Regions from separate parts of the Mus musculus genome. Here regions 1, 3, 4, 5 and 6 are each linked to region 2. The links are chromatin contacts, called in public HiChIP or PLAC-seq and promoter capture Hi-C maps. All regions are on one chromosome and are shown on one strand. The core of a region is the stretch at or near the end of the contact, and the rest is flanking DNA. Distances in the headings are between cores, read along the strand shown.

Evidence for each region. Promoter capture Hi-C pulls out the DNA fragments that hold promoters and counts their contacts. HiChIP or PLAC-seq counts read pairs in DNA pulled down with a chosen protein or histone mark.
Region 1: a promoter capture Hi-C map of liver shows a contact between it and region 2, with 3 times the contacts expected there. The contact joins the promoter of Las1l here to the promoter of Arhgef9 in region 2. A contact is called at or near these places in 8 of 39 promoter capture datasets (the 3T3-L1 cell line, cranial neural crest, liver and 3 more), 1 of 484 Hi-C or Micro-C datasets (liver) and 1 of 115 datasets of contacts at active chromatin or transcription factors (astrocytes).
Region 3: a promoter capture Hi-C map of liver shows a contact between it and region 2, with 2.9 times the contacts expected there. The contact joins the promoter of Maged1 here to the promoter of Arhgef9 in region 2. A contact is called at or near these places in 3 of 39 promoter capture datasets (the 3T3-L1 cell line, hippocampal neurons and liver), 2 of 484 Hi-C or Micro-C datasets (cardiomyocytes and uterus) and 1 of 115 datasets of contacts at active chromatin or transcription factors (astrocytes).
Region 4: a promoter capture Hi-C map of liver shows a contact between it and region 2, with 3 times the contacts expected there. The contact joins the promoter of Klhl15 here to the promoter of Arhgef9 in region 2. A contact is called at or near these places in 3 of 39 promoter capture datasets (cranial neural crest, liver and pre-B cells).
Region 5: an H3K27ac HiChIP or PLAC-seq map of embryonic stem cells shows a contact between it and region 2, with 3 times the contacts expected there. The contact joins the promoter of Zc3h12b here to the promoter of Arhgef9 in region 2. A contact is called at or near these places in 2 of 39 promoter capture datasets (cranial neural crest and pre-B cells) and 2 of 115 datasets of contacts at active chromatin or transcription factors (both in embryonic stem cells).
Region 6: a contact with region 2 is called in a promoter capture Hi-C map of hippocampal neurons, with 4 times the contacts expected there. The contact joins the promoter of Gspt2 here to the promoter of Arhgef9 in region 2. A contact is called at or near these places in 4 of 39 promoter capture datasets (the 3T3-L1 cell line, cranial neural crest, embryonic stem cells and 1 more) and 1 of 115 datasets of contacts at active chromatin or transcription factors (astrocytes).

The regions. Positions count from the first base shown.
Region 1 is chrX:95,955,579-95,958,373 of GRCm38.p6, reverse strand. Las1l (LAS1-like (S. cerevisiae)) reads left to right here and starts at 1,400. Exons shown (of 13, transcript NM_152822.3): 1 at 1,400-1,716; 2 at 2,374-2,499. The coding sequence starts at 1,526.
Region 2 is chrX:95,165,203-95,167,902 of GRCm38.p6, reverse strand. It overlaps Arhgef9 (CDC42 guanine nucleotide exchange factor (GEF) 9), which reads left to right and starts at 1,364. Exons shown (of 10, transcript NM_001290385.1): 1 at 1,364-2,303.
Region 3 is chrX:94,540,498-94,543,374 of GRCm38.p6, reverse strand. Maged1 (melanoma antigen, family D, 1) reads left to right here and starts at 1,350. Exons shown (of 13, transcript NM_019791.3): 1 at 1,350-1,483; 2 at 2,051-2,124; 3 at 2,828-2,877. The coding sequence starts at 2,080.
Region 4 is chrX:94,233,463-94,236,345 of GRCm38.p6, reverse strand. It overlaps Klhl15 (kelch-like 15), which reads right to left and starts at 1,416. Exons shown (of 3, transcript NM_001039061.1): 1 at 926-1,416.
Region 5 is chrX:95,710,280-95,712,979 of GRCm38.p6, reverse strand. Zc3h12b (zinc finger CCCH-type containing 12B) reads right to left here and starts at 1,302. Exons shown (of 9, transcript NM_001034907.3): 1 at 834-1,302.
Region 6 is chrX:94,634,662-94,637,361 of GRCm38.p6, reverse strand. Gspt2 (G1 to S phase transition 2) reads right to left here and starts at 1,293. Exons shown (of 1, transcript NM_008179.2): 1 at 1-1,293. The coding sequence starts at 1,105.

The DNA of each region.
Region 1 (2,795 bases), core at 151-2,650, 790 kb before region 2:
GCCACAGGGCTGAGCTTCAGTGTCCTCACTGGTAAATTAATAAAGACAAAACCAACTTCAGTAAAATGACAAAATGCACAGGTCAACTAGAAGAATTATTTTATTTAGGCTATCGTCATAGGGAGAATACTTAAAGAACAACACAATAGATGGCTTTGTAGTGGGAGATAAACATGAAAGTCATTCATGAGTGTTATGGGGAGTCATATGAAAGCAAGGGAAAGAGTATTAACTGAAAGCATTTGCACAGGGATGTGGTAGATAACTGGAGTCTAGACTAATAACCTCAGGAAAGGGGCAGAGACTTGTCCAAGGTCACATTGATAGTGGCAAAGGAAAGGTAAGACTAGAACCCTGATTCTATACTCTCAAGATAATTCTAATTCCAGTCATTCAGGCCTTAAATCACTGTGCAACGGGCATCTATCAGCTTACATATTTCTTAGTAATGCTTTTATTTTAAAAAAGATTTATTTATTTATTTATTTATTTATTTATTTATTTATTTTATGTATATGAGTACACACTGTAGCTGTACATATAGTTGTGAGCCTTCATCTGATTGTTCGGAATTGAATTTAGGACCTGTGCTCGCTCCAGTCAACCTGCTTGCTCCTCTAGACCTCGCTTGCTCCAATCAACTCCGCGAGCTCAGTCCCTGCTCCCCCAGGTCAGCCCTGCTCTCTCAGTCCCTGCTCAGTTCGGCCCAAAGATTTATTTACTATTATTATAAATAAGTACACTGTAGCTGTCTTCAGACGCCCCAGAAGAGGACATCAGATCCCATTACAGATGGTTGTGAGCCACCATGTGGTTGCTGGGATTTGGACTCAGGACCTTCGGAAGAGCAGTCAGTGCTCTTACCGCTATTTAACATATAAGATAGTGGGTTCCGTTATGACATTTTCACGCATGTACTTTGCTCATATTAACTTCCTGCCCCTATTATCATCTTTTACTGGTTCTGACCCTTCTCACACTGTTCTCTTTCCTTCCTCCTAACATGCTGCTATTAATTTACTCAGTACTTGTCAAGAAAGCCGATTTTGTTCTACCAAATCTTAAAGCCAAAAACCAAAAAAAAAAAAAAAAAAAAAAGAACCTTGAAAGCACCCTAAGTACTGTAATCGAGAGCAATTCTTCCGTAGACCGCCAAGGGGCGCAAAGCTTTGTTTTGTTTTGTTTTTGTTTTTCTCCTTAAAGTCCATACACGCTGGGACAGACGACGCTCAACAAGACAGGAAATTATGGGAACCTAGAAGCTGAAAGGACTGTGTTTCTGGGTAGGCGGCTTTGTGAATGAACGCTTCCGGCAGCGAGCGGTGCCAGAATTCCGCACGTCAGACCTGTGTCCCACGTTCCTATTGGCTACAGTCACGTTGAGAGGCGGGCTGACGTCGGGGTCATATTCTCCAATTGGCTAATGGTGTGCCGTTTGGAGCAAGGGCAGTGTGTAGCGCAGCATGCTGCGCACTTCAGTTGAGGTTGGGAATCCGGGCGGAGACCTGCTCTTGGCTCCCAGGGCATGGATCGCGTGTGGCGTGCGTGGGACGGGCAGTCCTTCAAAGAGAACCAGCCTGAGTCGCCGAGTGCCAGGGGTATCGTCGTCTCTTGGCTCAGCAGGGCTGAGTGGGAGCAAGTGACGGTTTATCTGTTCTGCGATGATCACAAGTTGCAGCAGTATGCGCTGAACCGAATTACAGTATGGAGGAGCAGGTAAGGCGGCCGGGTCAACCCTCCTGCCTGGGCGCTGGTGGTGCCTCACTCCTTCCTTGGTCGAATTCCCCTACGGCCACATCTTCTATAGCCTTCCCTGAAATTGCCTTATGGTGCCTCTCTCCTAAGTGCCTGGGGAAAAGTTGCAGCCATGCTCCTGTACTCGTCGAAGGAAAACAGGGCGTACGTTCCAATAATATTTTTGTGTCTGTGAGGTTTAAGTTTTATGTCCAAAATAGAGGGAACCTGAGCCCGGGACTAAAAGAGTAGGTTGATATGTTAGGGTGGCTTTCTGGTTCCAGTTAGGGATTGGACTGTCACCGTTTAGGTTAGATTCAGGATTGAGAAGGCTCAGTTCGTTTGATGGGGGCGGGATATAGAGATTTGGGGTTCCCATACCTAAATAATTTGAGCGGGGAGAAAACGGACTGTGTCCACACAACTGTTGATGTCCTGTTCACCCCAGCCAGCTTCTCAATTCCTTTATTATTGTTGGATCCCGGGGACTTGACCCCGTCTTTTCCACAGGGTTTTGTATCTCCGTGCACTTTTCAGTATGTAGGGGGGGGGTGGGGGGTGTATAGTACAACGACCAAGCTTCTCTGGTAGAGGATAGAACAATGTACTGATTTTTATGATGGTGCTGTGGCCCTTTAGGTTAGGCAACGAACTGCCCCTGGCAGTGGCTTCTACTGCTGACCTGGTAAGATGCAAGCTCATCGATGCAGCCGGTACCTTGGGCACTGATGAACTTAGACTGCTCTATGGCATGGCATTGGTCAGGTAAGACCTGCACAGGGTAAGACTGGGGTGTTGGCTTTGGGAACTGGTAAACATGGATTCGGGTACTACCTGAAACAAAAAGCCACGGATGGGCCTTTGTGGGTGAATCAACCTCTGAGTTTTGTTTTTGTTTTTGTTTTTTTAACGTGGCCATGACTATGTCTTGTTCACAGGTATGTCTTGTCCACACAACCCTCTTTCCCTTTTCCAGAAAGTTTTTTCTCTTCTGTTCTTCCTTCCCTTCTAGAATGTGTAGGAGGTATGAAATTCAGAATATTTCATACATGTTGGGGGGA
Region 2 (2,700 bases), core at 115-2,614:
AGATCTAAAAGATTGATCTGATTCAGGCTTTTTGTTATTGTTTTGTCAAGAATCATTCACAAACGATTGTTCTATGGGCCAATATGTGTAAAGTGTGGTCTCATTTGGAGTTTATTCTAATCTGGAGGGACTGAGACTATTTTTTTATGACCTGCACTCATTCGAAATTTCTAATAATTTAATTAAGATAATGACTCTCTAAGATTCACAGATTTCTAGAGAATAGCAAACAATTCCCATTCCACTTAAGAGTCCATAGTATGCTCACAGTTCCAAAATTCAGTTTGTTATATCTCTGGCTAATCCAGTTTCTTCTTTCCGCTGTCAACTATCTGTTGATTCCTAAGGCTATAGGAACCTTAAGAAGAGGAAAGGGTCTGAGAGATTATCTAGATAAGGGAGCTCATCTTTCTTTGGGGCCCAGGCCATTGTAGAACTTACATGTATATTTCTGAAGTTGGACTTCTGGGGTCACTTTATTTTCTGGGAAGCTTAAGTCCCCATGCAACAATAAGGAGACAGAAACCTGGAGACATTGCCTGAACGTTACATAGACAAAAATAAATAGGAGTACATTTGAACCCTCCTCTGAGTGTCCATTCAAAGCTATAAACACTGAACAAAGCAATGGCTACAAGTAGATGGCAAGTTCTTGAAAAGTTTATATACAACAACTATTTAACCCATAGCTGGCTTTCTTTCTTCATACTCAGAGGGCTGGGAGAGTGCCTGTTAACTGTAGTGTGATGAAATCACATTCAGAGCAGGACAGGGCGACAACAGCAGAGAAAGCCAAATGGAACTGGATTGTTAACAAGTTGGTGCCCCTATGGTTGTGCCCACAACACTGATTTGTGAGATTTTATTGCTGACGGTCAGTGGCCTGCAATTTAGTTTTAGGCAGTGGCCAAAGACAATTGCTTCCTATTGACTATAGGGGCTGCCAACTTATATGCTTCGTTTCTACCTATCAACCTACCTATTTGCATTTTCTATTCCTTCTCATTTCTCTCTTTTCTTTATCCTGCCTTTCCCTCACCCTTCTCTTTCTTCACTATATCCTCGATTTCTTCTTTTATTCCATCACATCTTTCCTTCTCTTTCTCCTTTCCATGACTTTCTCTGCCTGCCTCCTTTTATTATGCTTGTTCCCCTTCATTTGATTCTGTTTGTTTCCTCCCCTCTTTCTCAGTCTTTTTCCTCGTCCTTCAGTCTCTTACCCTCCCTTCCCCCACAAGTTCCACACCCCCACGTAAAAACTGGCTTTTGGTGGCTCCCGAAGAGAGAGCCGACTCTGTGAGCGTTGGGTCCTCCGATTGGCTGTCGTTGCTAGCACACCAGCTCAAGTCTCGCCTCCGGGCACTGAATGCGCAGCTGCAGCATCTGCTATTGGCTTGTTCTCTTGTCAGCGTCTCTGTCAGAGACTCACGCTGGCGCCCCCAGTTTCTGCGTGAATAAAAAGGCAACCTACCGGCTGAGGTGGGGGTGGGGAGAGGAGAGGGAGAGGGCAAGCTAGGAAAGGCTAGGAAGAGTGGCTGGTAGCCTGGAATCCCTTGAAGAGAGCTAGCAGACGAGAGAGATCTTAGGAAGCTGATGAACTAGAAAGAGTAGGGGAGACTGAGACTGACCGGTAGCCAGCTAGGCAGACAGACGCATGCCCGGACAGACTCTGGAGAACCGATAGGTTCATTTTGCCTTTCTTTTTGAAAAGCAGGATTTTGATTTTTCTGTGGCGCCCAAGAGAGAATGCTGGACTCTGCTACCTTCAGCTTAAGCTAAGATTTCTCAGTTAGGGAGGAAAGATCAGCCCAGTCCCGAGAGGGGGAGGGAAGCAAAAGCCCCTGCCTCCAACCCCCTTCCCTCCCCCGGACCAAACTCGGGGACCAAACCCAGACCTTCCCTAACCATCTGACTTCCTCCTTTCCTTTTTAGCATGGTGGCTGTATGGACAGTCTGACAGAACAGAGATTGACATCTCCCAATCTGCCGGCCCCCCACCTGGAACACTACAGTGTTCTGCATTGCACCATGACCCTGGATGTGCAAACTGTAGTCGTTTTTGCCGTGATTGTAGTCCTCCTGCTTGTCAATGTCATACTCATGTTTTTCTTGGGAACGCGCTGAATGGAGTCCAGCCACCTGAGCTGTTGCGAACTCTCACTTTGATTTCATCCCAAGAGCCTCTGAGGGGGAAAAAATCAGGAGAGACAGTCTGAGACAGGGAAAGAGAGGGAGAAAAAGAACAAGCTTTCTTACTCAGGGGGGAAAACGTTTTGAGCTTCAACATGGCCTCGCTGTGATATGTATGACGTTGGTATATTATCTCTCCCTAAATCTTTTGTCATGTCTTGTCTTTTAAATATGCCTGTGAGTGGAGTTGCTTATTGCTTGAGTAAAATTGTTGATAAAGAAATGTTTTCTATTTAAGTGTGCATGTTTGTGTGCATTCTCTATGTGATGTTTGTGGAGCAAGCTGTGTCCTGTTAAAGTGGCTTCGCTGTTTGTGATGTCTTGTAAACTTATTCTTTAAAAACTGCCTTTAAACTTCACTGTGGGATTTTAATCAAAAATTCTCTCTTGCTATCAGAATGCATTTGGGTTTGTTTGGGGCTGGAGTTGGAGTTGGTATTTGTGGAAGAGAATGATGAATTTTTTGGTGTTCTGTGAAAGTCTTGCATTGGTTGTTTAGAGAACGAAAAA
Region 3 (2,877 bases), core at 101-2,600, 620 kb after region 2:
CCTGTTTTGGATAGTAGTGAGTAAACCAGGCTCAGAGAAGTCCACTAAAGTGTAGTGACTATATCTCAGGGGACTCACACAGCGAGGGACAGATAGGGCAGACACTCCTCCCGGAATTCTAAAGCCAAGGCCAGCTTCATTCTGCAAGAACAAGGCAGACACACCTGAATGCTCTGGCCGCTCCAGCAGTCACCAAGAAAGCCTGCGGTCTCGCTCCTGGAGACTGCCTACTAAGAGGAGCACAGAACGAACCTAAAGGGTCCCCACACATGCCAGGCCTCCTAGAACACAAGCCTTATTCCCATGGAACAAATATTGGGGAGAGGACAGCTTGTTATTCCAATAGAGGTTGAAGGAGTGCCCCTGTTCTCAGACTAGATTTTACACTCAGGAAAATCCAGGCCCCTCATGGATGGTTTTGTTTGTCTTTTAGATCAAGTCTCAGAGTTGCACAGCTGGCCTGGAACTCAGGGCTTTCCCTGAGTCCCCAGAGTGCTGGGATTACCAGCCTGCGCAGCGGTGCTGGGGCAGGTTCTGGCCTTTCTGTGTGGTACCAGCTCAATGCCCCGGGCTTCTGCATTAGCTACCTGGTGTGTTAAATGAGAATGTTGCACTCCATCCATCTCCCTAAAACAGCCTGCAAGAAAAACAAGCCCCAGGGCAGACCCCACAGCCCAACGCCTTTCCCTCACCTCTCTAACCCAGCCCTCAAAAAGGGTTTCGATGGGCAAAAACTGCCAAAAGGGCGAGAGAAAAAGCTCATTTTCTGAGTCCAGTGAGAGGAAACCTATAGATCCCCCCCCCCCCCGGGCGACCCTTGCTCCGGTATCTCTGCAATGGTTTTTTTTTTTTTTCTGGCCTTTAAGGTTTCTGCGTCGTAGAGTGGGTGAACTCAGCAGAGGCCTAGCATGTTTCGAAATAAGAGACCCCCGCGGGGGGCCTACCTACGGGGCTCTGCACACGGGGGTGGGCGGGAGCTGCGGACCTGGCTAGAGAGAGTTCGGGAAAAAGGGCGGGACTGAGCATAGACGCATTGCGGAGAAAGGTAGGGGGCTGGTGTGTCGGGCCAGGGGGTGGGACCGAAAGGCGCTGCGCATCTGTTGAAGGAGTGGATGCGTAAGGAGAAGGGGAGGAGGAACCTTTGTCCACTGTCAACCTGGTTGGCGGTGGGATAGTGTGCTGGCAAGGAGGCGGGCTCTCCTCCAAGTGCACATGCGCAACAATGGCTCTGGGATGAAGCTTTTGTTGGGAAAGCAAGCGGGACTCTTATTTGGACAGTGATCTGCTGCGCATGCGCGGCGCGTCCAGAGGCGGTGGGTGGTATATTAGGCGGAGAGGCGGGGTCGCCCGAGCTGCCGCGCTGGCATTTTCTCCTGGACGCGGAGAGAGTGCGGGTGCCGAGAGCCGGACAGAGCCATTCCCGATCCTCTTGAGTCGCGAAGAAGGAAACAGCGAAGGGATTGGGGTTCGGCCCTGAGGCAAGGTGAGGTTCGCCCCCAGACGGGGCATCTGCCCCCCTGGCGCGGCGTCCTTCCGCCATTCTTTTCTCCCAGTCCCTTCACCCTGGATTCGGAAGCCCCCTGCTCTGCCTGCTCCCGGATTCAGACCCTGCTCCCGACCCTTTTCTAATTTGAAACTCCGTCCGTCCCCCTGAATCTTTTCTCCAGTTCCCTCCCCGAATCCTATTTCCCGACCTTGATCCCGTTAGATGGTTCCTCTGAATTCAGAACCTTAATTCAACTTTTCGGACGCCCGTGTCTCCCCGCTCGCCGCCCTCCCTCCCCGCCCCCGTAAACTACCGCATCCACAGCTCCTCTCTGACTCCAAAACGGCAGCGCTGAAGCTTTTCCCTGGCCGCGTCTGAGATTGGAGATGGTCTAGCGGGACGACCGGTTACTTTTCCCGCTCCGCTTAGGCCTGGTTCTCCCCCCGGACTCGGCACCTCACCCGCCCCCAGAATCAAAGCACACACGCACACAGAATTCGGTCCTATGTCTTTTCCTTCTGTAGTGTAATGCCCAGCTCCTCTCTCCCACACCCCCCCCCTTAGGCTCTGCTCTTGCCAGGGAGACGAGAGCTATGGCTCAGAAACCGGACGGCGGTGCAGGCCTCCGCGGCTTCCAGGTGAGGACCCCGCTCCCAATTCCCCCATTTTTCCCCTGCTGACAGTTTACGCCCACCCCCGGCCCCTTAGGTCGCGCGAATGGCAGGATCTGATTTTGCCCTTCTTCCGGCCTAGACACCGCGGGCTCTCAGATTTCTAGCGTTTATCGAATGGGGGGGAGGGGCGGCCCTTTTCAGCCATCGGTCCCTGCTTAGAGAAAGGGGAGACCCTGTTAGTCAGGGCATTCTGCCCAGAGAATGCGGGTTGGGTAAGGAACCATTTTTTTTCCATAACCCTGACGCGTGTAGAGCAGTCTGTCGCCCCATCCCCCAACCTCTCGCCTCCACCCTCCCTTTCTCCACGCCGCGAGACTCCCCCTCCACCCTCTCGGCTTATCCTCCTTGATTCCTCCCTCCTCGGGTCTTGAGCTCCCCACCTCAAGCCTAACCAGTCCGTCTCTAAACCCATTTGGGGCTCAGAGCTTGCACCACATTCCGCACCAGCCCCTGCTGCCACAGACTGTCCCTCACCTTGCCCTGCCCCCTCTACCCTTAATTAAATTTTGTTCGCGCCCCGCCTCCCTTTGACCCGCCTCTGCCCCCACGTCTGAGTACTGTGACGCCTGTCTACAGCTCCCCTGCTGCGTTGCGCCGCGCCCCCCCCCTCCTCTGGTCTGCCATGTAAGGCTCAGAGATTGAAATGTTGCCCCTCCTGTGTTTGCAGGCTGAGGCCTCTGTTGAAGACAGCGCCTTGCTTGTGCAGACCTTGATGGA
Region 4 (2,883 bases), core at 167-2,666, 930 kb after region 2:
CACACGCTTTTAAAATGACAACAGTAAATCAGATTGACAAAGGAAGTGAACCTCTTAAAAATAAAAAAGACTAAATAAATATAAGGTGTTAAATATTCTGAATAAGAAAGGGGGCTGAGAGGCCTAGAAAGATGAAAAGCCCTACAGTAACATTAAATTTGAATTAAAGGATACCGTTATTTAAATAAGCAGTTGGCATTTTGTAGAGGGAAGGCCAACGAACACTGACTATTAAACAGCTATCCATCACTGCGCTGTTCTGCTAGTCCTTATTTACTTATAATATAGAAATGAAGAGGCAGCAACAGTTAGCCACATTAACCACTCAAGCAAAGGTTACCTAAAGAAAATGACCTTACATTTTCCTACACCACTATACAGCTATAGATTATTTTCACATATATGACCTCATATAGTCCTCACTACCTCTCTGATGTGGCTATTATCGACTACACCGCATAGATAAGAAACTGAGGCTCCGTCCGAGATCTCCTCAGTGCGAGATTTTCTCAGTCGCCCAGTCGGACCCAGACATTCTGATTATGCCGCACGCATTATGCCGCACATTTCGCATAGTTCTATTTAAGGCACAAACAGGATTTTTAAAGGGAAGGAACCGGTTAAGGGGGAAATAATCATGGTACCTGCAGCTCTATGCTGCAAAAAATGGCTGAATTATGCTTCTTCCTTTTTTTCTCCTCTCTCTCTCTCTCTCTCTCTCTCTCTCTCTCTCTCTCCCCCCTCCCACCAGAAAAAAATTTACATTTCAAACAATTTAAGTAAACTCAAAAGACAAATTAGCTCCCAGCATCTACAAAATGTTTGAGTGCGGCCAGTGCGGTGAGGGCCACGGAACCCGTGCCTTCCTCGGGGCCGCGAGCAAAGCCTGGGCTCCGCAGGCCGGCGGCCAGGGGCGGCTACGCACCTCGGGGGTCCTGTCCAGCCTCTAGTGGACGGCAGTCTGCATCAGGAAGAAGTGGGCCAGTGGCCGAACGGTGGGAGGGTCGGGCGCCGGGATGGACCGCGATAGCTCCTCGAACCTCTACAAGGGGCCGCTCCCTGGCCGGGCCGGAGCGCTCCGGCGCCGGGCGAGCTCGCAAGCCCGAGGCCCCCCGAGAAACAGTCCTGGGAAAGAAGACAGCGGTTGAGTGGCGAGTCCAAACAGTTGGGCTAGGCGTGACGCGCGCGGCGTCGGGGCCGGGGCCCAGCCTCGCCAATACCGGGGGATGTCGCGGCACTGCACGGGGCTCGGCTGGAGAGGCGACTCAGGACCACCAACTGGGGGACAGCTGAGGGGGCCGAGGGCAACAGAAACGCCAGCGGGAACCACATACACGACGGCGTCTCCGGGTTTCTGCCCCCAAAGCGCGCGGAGCCTCGGGATCACCCACGCCGGGGGTGGAGGAAAGCGGGAAAGGGGCGGGAAAGGGGCGGGGCGTGAGAGGGCCACGAGCCAGGGGCCGCTCCGGGCCTCGCGCCCCCTGCGGGCCGAGGGAGCCGCCCGGGGCCCGCCCAGGGGGGCGGGGCCCACGGGCTAGGGGCCCGGGCCAGGGTCTCGAGGACGCAGAGCCGAGCCTGTCCCCGAGAGAGGGCGGGGACTGGAAGCCGTGGGTTAGGGAGCAGGCCTGGGAGGCCCCCTTAGCCCCTGAAGGCGCCCCGTGGGGGCCGGCGCGCCGCCTGGCGGGTGTTTACCTTCCCCCTGGTTGAACGCCAATGCCGCCATCTTTCAGCCCAGGCGCGTCACTTCCGGCGCCACGGAACGGGAGCCGGTGTGGGAACCGGGTAGAGGGAGGGTTGTCCCACGCCAGCTGCGCGCCTTGCCCCAGAGGCGGGCCTGCTACTGTAGTGGGGTTGGGGGGTGACGCGGCGGGGCCGGGGCCAGAGAGAAAGGAGGTAGAGGGGCTCTGCAGGAGGGATCCGCTGAGGTTGACCCTCAGAGCCCTGCCGTCGAGGCTGGAGAGACTCGGCCGTGCACTTCCACCCCTGCAGCAGGGTCACTCCGCCTGGCCCGGAGGTGGGCCCCGTGGCGCTGCAGCGAACACACAGTGCGCAAGTTGAGGGCTAGGAAACCTGGAAAATTCCATTTTTGCATCTTGCACACCGTCGGATGAGGGGAGTTTTGCCAATGGTACCTGTTATAAAAGTGACTAGGTGGACGCCAAATGGCAATCATTTTTTATAAGGCAATTTGCAATGAATCATTGCGTCACGGTTCCACTTAGCTTATCGCATGCAAATTACATGTTTCACATGCAAATTTCCCAGAGATGGAAAGAGTCATCGAAAATGGCATTATCTTCACCAAAGGTAGAAAAGTACGAGCTAAAAAAGCGGGTTTGTTTTGCATCAAAATAGGCAAGAAGGAATATACAGAAGGCACCAATTTCAGTTGTTCCTTGAGGAGGGGTCTGTTTGTTTTACAAATCTGCTCTAGAATTCTAGGTCATGGCTTTTAAATACTACCCTTACTTGATTTAAGAAAATGGAAATACACTGTAAGACTTTTGTAAATTTATTATATATCTCTGTAAGAGAGCTGTAGATGACAAATACACAGTTGAAGCCACTGGTTCTACGACCAGTTAAAAATTAAGACAACCGTTAACCATTTCTGATCTTAACAGATCTCTTTGCTTCCCCTGTCTCTAGCTCCACCACCGAAGCCCATCCCCCACCCCCACATCGCCACTTCTCTCTAAATGAATATCCTGATGAACTTTTCAAGAGACTGTGACTAAAAGTGATCAGTATCTCTTTCTAACAAACTTGATTAACATGCCACATTTCCCAAGAGGCCAAAGTAGCACATCGTGTACTGTTTTGCTGAAGTACACTACTTCATTGTAAAAATAATTATTATTTTGAAAATAGGAAATAATCTCT
Region 5 (2,700 bases), core at 53-2,552, 550 kb before region 2:
AATGTTTTTGAGAGAAGTTGACTATTTTCAACTATACCTTATACTCTAATTTAAGAAGAACAAATAAGTCACAACTATCTTTATTTTTATTAAGAGTATCTAAGTTTCACCAACACATTTTTAAATGAAGACGTGAGTCATTTTTGATGAAGAATACTTTGTAAAATGTTTCCCCTATTGTCAATATTTTACTTTGTCCACTTCTCAAGTTTGGTGGTACTTTGGTTGTCAAATAGGACATGTCACTAGTTTTGTCTTATTATCACTATTATTTAACATAACTAATATCTGCCTAGCTTTACATGCTAAGAATCAGGGGCTAGGCATATGGCTTGCCTACTGCACATGAGTATAAACAATACTGCAAAGTAAGGTACCACTCAAGCTATCTGGTCAATTCTTTCGTCATGAAGCATCAGCAATGCGGAGGATGGGCTCTTGACAAGCCTCAGGTCAGGTCAGGCTGTCTCCCGTGATCAAGAGTCAGAGCCACAGTTAGAACAAGGAGTAAAATGTGAACAGGGCACTAGAAGAATCTGTTTCCAGACCAGAGACTAAGAAGGTGCACGACTGTACTTAGAATCATCAGCATCTAAGAAGCAACCCCAGGCCTTAATCACTGACACTATGTTTCTGGAAGCCAGGATTGAGATCACAAAGTGACGGCTTTCAAAAGGAAAACTAACTGGAAGAAATTACCCGCGAGCAGATGCAGGAAGGGTGTCAGAAGCTTCTGAATGAGAGTGCAGAGCTTCATTGGCCTGCTGGGGCCCCAGAGACCCTAAGACCAGAAAACAGCTTGAGCACCAGGAGACTGCGGTGCCACTACTCACCCCTACTCTCCTAAGGTCTTGTTGTCGCCTCGCACCATGCAGCCCCTGCGGAGGGGAAAACTTTCCCCCTCCCCCGCCGCTGAGGGTGGGATCCGCGGAAGAGAGGAGGCGGCGTCGCAGCTGTTCAAGCAGGGCCAGATAAGCGCCGGGTGCAAGAGAACCAGCCTGGCGCTTGTGCCCCTGGCGGCCACCAACTTCACCACCATCGACTTGGAGGGCCAGGAGGAAGCAAAGGCGGCAGGCCTTCGCCCAGCAGACCGAACTCTCCCGGAATACTAGGCCTGCGCTTCTGGCAGGACCGTCTGCCCCGGTCCTCTCAGCAACAGGACCCCCCAGGCTTAATTCCAATTGCTTTGGCCCCGCGACCACAGAACAGTGGCTGCTCCCTCTTGGGGCCGCGGTCGCAGCTGCATCCTCGTGCTCCTCTTCCTCTGGCGCTGCTGCCTACACACACAGCCCCGGCGCAGTTACCACCGCGGCGCCTGGATCGCCGTTTCTTAGCAACCGCGCGCATGCGCCCCACCCCCGCCAGGGACCACTGGAGCCGCGGTCTGATCTCGGACGAGTTTGGTTTGCGACCTAGAAAAAGTGAACAAAACCCCACTTCCTAGGCAGGCCCTAACGTCAGGGTAAAAGAATCGTGAGGAGAGGTCCAAGATGTTCTGAAATGGAGAGGCCTGGAGACTTAGGATGAGATCCTTGGATAGGCATGTGAACTATGGATGGTTTTCCTGCAGGCTTTTCTTGTACTTTACCAGAGTGATCTTTATAAAACTCCCAACTCTCACTTGCCTCTGGTCAGGAGAATGGAATTGCTGCCAAATTTGTATTTCTGTTCTTTTTCTAACCTCTCTAAATCTGTTTCTTCAACTGTAAATGAGAAACACAGTACTCTGAATACTTATAAGGATGAAGAGAAAAAGTACGTGAAGCACTTAACATACATAACCTACTGTGACACAGAGTAAGCATTCAATAAAAAAGGAGCTATTTGCAATGGCTCATCACTCTGTACAATACAAGACAAAGTGCCTGCTCTCTAGTTGAACATTCTAGCTTAATAAAGTCCTCCGAGAGTAGTCTGGTTTCATTCTAATTCCAGACCTTAGTCACCCAACTGTAGATAGGTTTTACACATTCTCAGATTGAAGTGTATAAAATGCCTACATACATTTTCTATTTTCATCTGGAAAAGAAATCTGTGTGAGCCCAGGAACTAATGAACATCCAGTGATCTTTCCAAAACTACTCATTAATGTTAAAAGACTAGTACTAAAAACTGACATTTAAACAATGGTTATACATAAAACATTTTGTGTCATTTTCTGCTGGCTATTGATCTTCTGAAAATCAGCCTTAACTTTTCTGTAATGTGTAATTATAAGACAAAAACATGTAATTAATTCTGAACATAATACAATGTATAAATAGTATGTGCATATTTACAGAATATACCCTACTGAATGATAATCTAATGAAATATACATTTTAGATACTATTTAAAAGCCTATGCCATGTAAAACCTTTGCAAAGCCCTAAAAATGTTAATAAGATATAATTTTCAAATGGACTATAAATTTAAAATGAAACTTTATGGCAACCAGAGAGCCAGTAAATATTTTAAAAACTGTATTTTCAGTGGTGTCTAAACACTAAATTGCCTTCCTTTGGTCACATGCTCTAGCTGCATCTATTGTATTGATAAAGAAGTAAGTCCTATCAACAAACAGAAGTGTCTATACACATTTGTAAAGAAAGAAGACTTTCTTATTGAATAAACACAAAAAAGTACATGCAGATGGTTGGCCTTCAAGTCACTGCAAATTTAAGATGAAATTTAAGATGGGATTTGAGGTAGATGTTTGCT
Region 6 (2,700 bases), core at 44-2,543, 530 kb after region 2:
CTTCATATCGCTCACTGCTCCAATCTACTGTGGGGTCATCCATCTTATTAATAAGCACTATTAAGTATTTTACCCCTGCTGTTTTGGCCAGCATTGCATGTTCTCTTGTCTGTCCACCTTTTTCAAATCCAGTCTCAAATTCCCCTTTCCTGGCAGAGATCACCAGCACAGCTAAATCGGCTTGAGAGGCACCGCCAATCATATTTGGGACAAAACTCTTGTGGCCAGGGGCATCTAGGATTGTGAAATGCTTCTTTTCCGTTTCAAAATACGCACGGCCCACTTCCACTGTTTTACCCTTGTCTCGTTCTTCCTGGTTTGTATCTAAGGCCCAGGACAAGTACCAGGTCTCTCTATTCTTCTCCTTAGCTTCTCGTTCGTATTTCTCAAGTGTCCTTCTGTCAACCATTCCTGTCAAAAACATTATTTGTCCTCCAATGGTTGACTTGCCAGCATCCACATGCCCAATGAAGACCACATTTACGTGTTCTTTCTTAGGTGCACCTGATGGTATGGACACAGATTTTGATTTCCTTACTTCCTCTTTCTCCTCCATCACTTCCTTGACACTTTCTTCTGGGGGCCCTGCATCTCCCAAAGAAGCCTCAGGCTTTGCTTCACTCACTTCTTTAAGCTCCCAAGATTCTTCTAGGGCCATCTCCACCTCTCCATTTTCTACAACAGGTTCTGAAAGTTCCATGGTAACAACTGAACTGGAACCCTCCCACGACACTAAAGGGCCATCTTTGGAAGGTTCTACAGGTGCTCCCCATTCCATCCGTTTACCTTCAGGCTCCCCGGCGCCACCGATGCAGGTTTCGTCGCAGCTGGAGGCTGTGGGGGCGGGCGGCTGGGCCGATCCAGGCAGGAAGGACGGCACGAACTCCGCTGCGCTTACGCTAGGCACGAAAGGTTTGGCGTGGATGTTGAGCTGACTGCTGAAGGCCAAGCTGAGATGCTTGCGCTGGGCCTCGGCTTCCGCGGCCTCAGCCGCTGCCATGGCTGCGGGGGCGATTCCATCCCCGCTCGGAGCCGAACCCGGGGCTTCCATGTCCACCTGATCCCAGCAGTCGGGAGCCGAGTCGCTGCTGCTGCCGAGATCCATGGTGTGAGCAGCCGGGGTGCGGCGGAGAAGGAGCGAGGTAGGCAGGTCAGGAGGAGAGGGTTCTACCGGTGGTAGTAAGGCAGGAACAGCCACGGGCCACGGGCGAGCGACGCGAACCTTAGCGGCGCGGAGGCAGCTAAGCGCAGATGCTGCACTCACAGCTGCGGCGGCGGCAGATATGGCCGCTCAAGGCTCAGCTCCAATGTGTGAGCGAATCTCCTCCCCCAAATCCCAATCACTTCCGACTCCTCCACCCCTGACCCAACGCCTGTGGTGAATTGACCCCTCGCTGCCATCCGTAGGTTTGTCCCCGTTAGTTCTCAGTCAGAGGCTGAGTCTCCAAGTACAATTTAAAAAGAAAAGAAAAAGAAAAAAACACGAGATTTTCTATTTATTTTGGTTCACACAATCTGACAGAATGATTTGACCACGTTCCAATGATTAAGCCTTAGATACACCTGACTTAAAATTCTAAAATCTTCACATAAAACGAAAATTCCTATTGAACAAATGGGAGGCAAAAAATGAGCAACAAGCGGGGTGGGAGGTCAGTAGCGCTTACACGGGGATTTATAGAATGAATCAAGATAGTAATTGCAACTTAAAATCACGAATTAATTTGAAATCGAGAGGCTTTTTGTTCCCATTGATGCCCCCATCCGCTTGCATTTTAAGGATGGGGTTAATGGTCTTTTTAAATTACCAAGGAAAGCAATTTTTAACAATTATTCTAATCATTTTATATGCAAGTATCCGGACAGTAGCAGGCAGGCCATTCTCTGGAGTAAGGCCACTGTACCTTTCCAACCATCTGTAGTTGTACCTATATACCAGGACTTCTACAAGAATCACAGGCCATGCCCTTTCAGCTTCGTTCGGAAACCAGAACTGAGTTTGCAATAGGAATCAATGCAGTGGCAGAGGTAAAAAGAAACTGGCTGTAAGCTCAATTAAAGCCACTATGGCCTCTAAAGTGTAGAAAATCCTTTATAGTTCTCATTAATAGACTATCACCCTCAAAAATGGTTGATATTTTATCTAAATCCTGGATGTACTTGTTTGTAAATTATAGCAATCAGAGAGGAGAAAGCTGGGGATGATCCAATTTACTTTTCCCAGGTGGAGTTGTAGGCATTTGTTTTAAATCAACCCAATAACAAAGTAAGACGTTATAAAACCAAGTGGATGACTGGTAATTTGATCACTATGTTCTCCATACTTCATGAGAATATCAGGGCCCTTGATAGTGCTCACTATGGAGCTGCCACAGCTGTGTGCTATTTATTTCCCACCTTTACCTGCCCTTGGTTCTTTTTCCCTGGTAATGGTTTATTTCTTTTATTGCAGAAAAAAGAAAAATAATAGGAAAAACTGAGAAGTAAAATGTAAAGATAGACTTCTGGGCAGCACCCCGCACAGGTACTGGAACATTTTGTGACCCTAGGACAACGTTCTTTAAATGGGTTTAGGAGAATCTGTCAAGGTTTAAGGGGCTGTTATTACATAAAGTAACCTATTCTAATACACAGGACAGATTTAGAATTTTTCCTTCTAAGTCAATTGAATTAGTCATAAAATATTAACAAGTTTGCTGC